Linked DNA regions of Sus scrofa: region 1 is linked to region 2. The links are chromatin contacts, called in public Hi-C maps. All regions are on one chromosome and are shown on one strand. Each heading gives the region's core, a stretch centred on a gene start, on an enhancer-like site or on the middle of the called end of the contact. The rest is flanking DNA. Distances are from core to core; before and after follow the strand shown.

Region 1 (2,700 bases), core at 35-2,534, 160 kb before region 2:
CAGACCCACGAGTGCGCTGGTGCATCGACAGCATCTGACGAGGCAGCGCAGCCACAGTGCAGGCGAGGTGAGTCCCCAGCCTTGGTACCCACTTACCAGTAGATAGGTGTACCGAGGTGTGTGCAGTTGTGCTGCCTCTTTATTATTGCTTTGCTTTGTTTTTCTAGTTTGATTTAGAGCCTGTCATCTGGAGACTGGAAAATAGTAAAATGTTGACAGGGCTTTTCTGGCAACACATAGAGCCTAAATTATAAATTTTAAAAATAGGACAGATGAGGAAAGAATGAAGAAATTATAAAATATTTTTTAAAAAGCTCAGTGGATGGTGAGAGAGAATTCATAATGCAATAAAATGTTCAAGAGAGAGGAGGAGGAGGAGCCCTTTTGCATACCTAAGGGCAGCTTCGTAGGGAAAAATGAATGTAACTTTGATGGGGCTAAAATTAGGTTAAGGATAGGAATTTTCTAAAGTGAGGATTCCTGGATTAGATTAAAATATTCAGCCAAGGCTACGGGATTGTGATATCCTCATTAATACCCTTTAAAATTAGAATATATACGACAGTCGATTTATGTACTCTTAAGTGCCCAGAATAAATGAACAGCATTAAGAATTACTACAAACTGAACTGTACTCCACTTTGCTAGTTTGCACTGACCCATGGTAACCACATGAGGGCTCTCTAATAATCTAACCCCAAAAAAGAAAGAAAAAAGAAATAATCTCTTCCTGCTTCCTCTTTTTTTTAGCAGCTTAAATAAATAAAAGAGAAATGTTTTAGGTCAAATATTTTCTCCTTAGTACTGGCTTATGAATGTCATATATCATCACTTGATATACATTGTTTCTAAAACTTCCCTTAGACAAATAGAATTAAGATTTTTTTCCGGCATGCCTCTTGCACGTCTATGTGCATATCATATTTTCAGTATTATATCGTGGGTCAAATATTTTTGCAGCTTCTAGTAGAAGAAAAATTATGAAGCCAATAAATAACTGGATTCGGTTCATCAAAATTCCACTCTTGGAATTTCCCCTCATGATTTCCATACTTGCTCTGCTGCATCATGTGTGTTTGCTGGTTGTAAGAGCAGACACAAAGAGTACACAGGAGACGCTCATATAAAAATGATATATAAATGAATTGCAGGATGAGGTATGCACAAAAATATTTATGTTTTATGAGGAGCTAATAAATCTCTACCTGGCTGCCGTATAAACCATTGGTGGGAAATGGGATGATGCTGACAGCATTCATCTAGAAAGCAGAACAGACCTCTCACCTTTGGACCTTGTGCGTGATCTGTAGCATATTCGGGCCCTGCCTGGTTTTATCACACAGCCCAGTGCACTTTAGACGCTCGCCTTATCTCGACTTCCCAAGATGAAGTTGACTCTTCAGTCTGGTCAGGACTACGTGCATGAGATTAGTAACTATACGTTTTCTTTCAACTCCTCTGCCTCAGAACTTGAATTCTTTCCACAGTCTAGCCTTAGGGTTACTAAGGTCCACATTAAAATTTGAATGAAGATTTCTCTTCTATTGATGGAGACGGAGCAGTGGAACTGAGAGGACCCCATAAAGACTCAGCATTCAGCCCCAGCGTTTTACACCTTTGAGGGGAAGGGGCTTTCTGGCCCAGCCGTCAGAAATATGCACAACCTGCTGTGATGCACACATTTATCATGGCTTGCCCACTACTGCCTGGCAGTCGGGTTTGAAGAAGCGGGGTGTCAAGGAGGAGACCTTTGGCTGTTCTGTGAAATGATGGTACAGAGCAATATACTGACAGGAGGGAAAGTAGATGTTGGTAGATTGAAATGATAAGTTTGGTGACTGATAAACGAAGTGTAGTTAATGACTGGATCTCCTCAGAGAGGGGCTGACTTCATTCCTCAAGGCTGATAACTCTAGAGGAGCAGAGTGGGAAACTCCCAGTTATATACATGAGTCTTCTCAGCCACTCTTGTAGGCTCATTTAGCAGATATTCCAGGCGGTAGAAATTTTGGTATCTCTTCCGTCCCACAAATGAATTTCTACGTGTAGTATAGGTATGTGGTTGGTGTGAAGGATACAAATAAATATGTTCCTGTGTTCTTATTAGGGAGAGAATATATAAAACTAACCATAATCCAGATAAATCAAAATACAAGTGAAAGGGAGTTTCCTGGTGGCCTGTTGGTTAAGGATCCAGCATTGTCATTGCTATGGCTCGGGTTCGATCCCTGGCCTGGGAACTTCTGCATGCTGCAGGCGTGGCCAAAAAATACAAGTAAAAAACGCTTTATAAATTGTTAGTAATGATGGTTGCTTTAGAAATGTACCCTGAGACCTGGGGGAGCTCAGTGAAGGTGGCACCTAATGTCAGCTTGAAGGGAGGGGAAGGCTTCATGGAGAGGGGCCTATTTGAACTAACTTTGAAGAATAAGTGAGAACATTCTTGAAGGATAAATAAGCAGTGAAGGGTGGGATCCACATTTTCAGCTTTAGGGCCTTCAGAAAAAACCCCACTGAATGCCTAACTGATACAGTGTGGTAAACTGGTTGTAAGGGTTTGAAAGGGTGGAAGTAGAATCTCTATATTAAAGGTACCTTATTTATGGAGTTCCTGTTGTGGTTCAGAGGTAAGGAACCCGTCTTATCCATGAGCACACAGGTTTGATCCTTGGCCTCGCTCAGTGGGTTAAAGATCTGGCG
Region 2 (2,700 bases), core at 193-2,692:
TATTTTAAGAGCTTTATCTGGAGTTCCCATTGTGGCACAGTGGTTAACGAATCCGATTAGGACCCATGAGATTGAAGGTTCGATCCCTGGCCTTGCTCAGTGGGTTAAGGATTTGGCGTTGCAGTGAGCTGTGGTGTAGGTCACAGATGCAGCTTGGATCCCGTGTTGCTGTGGCTCTGGCGAAGGCCGGTGGCTACAGCTCCGTTTAGACCCCCTAGCCTGGGAATCTCCATATGCTGCAGGAAGCGGCCCTAGAAAAGAAAAGGGAAAAGAAAAAAAAAAAAAAAAAAGCTTTGTCTGTACTAACTAAATTAATCATCCTATTGTTACTACTTCTAAATCCATTTTACAGATGAGCAAATTCAGCTACAACTGCCTCAGCTCACATAGCTTCCCATGTATATTTTCTCTGCTTGTATAAAAGCTGATAGCCTGTGGCTTTGCAACACTCTTCCAGAGATGGAAAGTAAATTCAGGTTCCTACCACAGAGAACCAGTAAGCATGCTTAAAAAAAATTTTTTTTAATTAAAGTATAGTTGATTTACAATGTTCTGTCAATTTCTGCTATACAGCAAATTCACCCAGTAAGGATGCTTTTTGTTGCAATTTCCACCATATCCAATGGGATTTAAATCTTAAGAAGTATATCTTCTCCCTAGACAGGAAGTTCAGAGGTAGGATGACAGGATGGGTTAATTCAGTGGCTCAGTCTTGTCAAGGTTCCTTTTATTAGGAAGGAAAGCCTATTACAAAGCCTCTAACAGTGTTTCTTTTTCTTTTCTTTCTTTATTTCTTCATCTTTTTTTTTTTTTTTAATGTGATCCTTACACCAATCACTGGTCAAGTGGACGGGCTGCTCATGAATCATCCCTAGGCCTGAGGCTAACTGCTGAGAGCACATTGCTGCCTGATCCCTGATTGAGGCCAGAGGTCTGTAGGCACAAGGAGATGAGAGGGAACCATGGGGCTCCCACCTGTGACACACCCCCCCACACAGTGCAGAAGGGAAGCTGTCTGACACATTTATGGCAAATAACTCCCCAGGTGAACCCCAGGTATGTCCTGACATGTGGAACTTACAGGCCCTGGGACCATTCATTGGCTGGTACTGTTGTGGCAGCGCATGAGGCGGGGGCGTGCTGTCCCCAAAGCCCAGCAGAGTGTCACTGGAAGTAGTGTCTGCCTCCCCCCTTATCAGTGTGATACACAGGGTCCATGCTGTAAACAGTTCTCGGCAACTTTGAAGATAACATTTTTTTCACAAGGAAGGAAGACATTCTTGTCATGGCCCAAACATGCACCTTTTCTGATAAGGACTTTTAATATTGACTGGAATTTTTTTGAAGTTACTTTCTACATCTTTCCCTAAATAACCTATTTCACCAAGAGTAAAGCACATGGCACCCGATTTATCTTCCCAGAGCAGAAGCAGAGCTGAGTCACTGACACAGGGATTCAAACCTTGACTTTTCGTGGTCTCAGGAGGCCGAGCCAGAGTGTGTGCTCAGATAGCCCAGTTCTCCTGCTCTCATGACATCGGCTCAGGTCAGAATCCGATTCGCATGTGTCAGAGTTAGTGAACAAACCGTACCTGCATCAACATGCCTGTTGCCATGGGACCATTTCCATGTTCATCTCTTAAGAAAAGTAGGATTGTTTAGCCTGGAGGCTCAATTGACTAGATGCACATATTGAAGCTGTGTTCTTTCTTACTGTCTGAACATCCAAACAAGGTTCAGAGTCACTTAATCAGTAACCAGACTGTCTGCTGGGGAGGACTTCTGCTCCAGTGGCCTAAACCATGCCTCGGGCACATCCAGAGACATGTGGGCTGGAAGTAGTTGACACAGTTGAAATATGAAAGGAGGCAAGTGTCAGGGGATGTTACCAACCTGGGTCCTTGGCATCGCCATTCAAGAGAAATGGATAAAAGGCTAGACGAGAAATTTAGGCAAGGCTTTGCTGGGACTCATACCATAATGCATAGCATGAGGAACGAGATCAAGTAACAGGTGCTCTTCCTTGCTCCATGAGGGGGCGAGAGCTGGTCTGTTAAGTGGGGTGAGGGTAGGGGCAGGCCCAGGGTCAGGCTGGATGGATGACTTAGGCAATTGGCCCACCCTTGATGGTGCCAGGTGCAGGAATTATGCCTAGTACCCTGCTTTTTTTCCCAGATACCTCAGAAGTGGCAGTTGGGTTTTTGGTCTTTTTGCATCTTGTTCATAATTTGCCCCAACTGTGCATGCATGTGGTTATTTTTATTCCCTTATAGTTTCTTTGTGTTCTGTTGCTTGAGGAGATGTTTGTCCAGAGGTAAGCACTGCAGCCTAGGGTCCCAAGTCCCAGTCTGCCTCAGGGCCACCTCTTGTCCTGACTGCAGCTTTTATCACCCAGTCCCTTTCCTGCACTGCCTTTTCTGCCTTTCTCCAGTGGGTCAAAATCCCAGAAGTGATTACCCCTTAGCAAGTTCAACAGTGCCCTTTGTACAAGTGGGGGTCCTCCTTGAAGTTTGAGCCAGAGTGTGTTTTTAAATATAAATACAACATTACAGAGAGTCCAGGGAGTCCTAATAACTCCTAATAAATGGTCTCGTGGATCTGCAGAGCCAAGGACAATGTTACATGGGGCAGTTTGAATTTGGGGAAGTATAAGAGCTTCTTGGCCCGTTGGGTTGCAAGAGTGCCCCTAGAGCCTCTGCC

What was found. Hi-C and Micro-C count contacts between places; a contact is called where the count stands out from the background.
Region 1: a Hi-C map of fetal liver shows a contact between it and region 2, with 2.1 times the contacts expected there. The contact joins two enhancer-like sites. A contact is called at or near these places in 25 of 47 Hi-C or Micro-C datasets (alveolar macrophages, blood, brain and 14 more) and 2 of 2 datasets of contacts at active chromatin or transcription factors (alveolar macrophages and skeletal muscle).

What each region holds. Positions count from the first base shown.
Region 1 is chr15:100,168,090-100,170,789 of Sscrofa11.1, reverse strand. It overlaps HECW2 (HECT, C2 and WW domain containing E3 ubiquitin protein ligase 2), which reads left to right. Exons shown (of 28, transcript NM_001198924.1): 14 at 1-67. Among named protein-coding and RNA genes, the nearest start is that of STK17B, 100 kb to the right of the region's middle. Within about 2 kb of position 1,284, at least 13 of the 83 cell types and tissues checked have an H3K27ac peak or open chromatin away from gene starts, as enhancers often do. A contact at or near this core is called in fetal liver, where this site is marked.
Region 2 is chr15:100,004,578-100,007,277 of Sscrofa11.1, reverse strand. No RefSeq gene overlaps it. Among named protein-coding and RNA genes, the nearest start is that of DNAH7, 19 kb to the right of the region's middle. Within about 2 kb of position 1,442, at least 4 of the 83 cell types and tissues checked have an H3K27ac peak or open chromatin away from gene starts, as enhancers often do. A contact at or near this core is called in fetal liver, where this site is marked.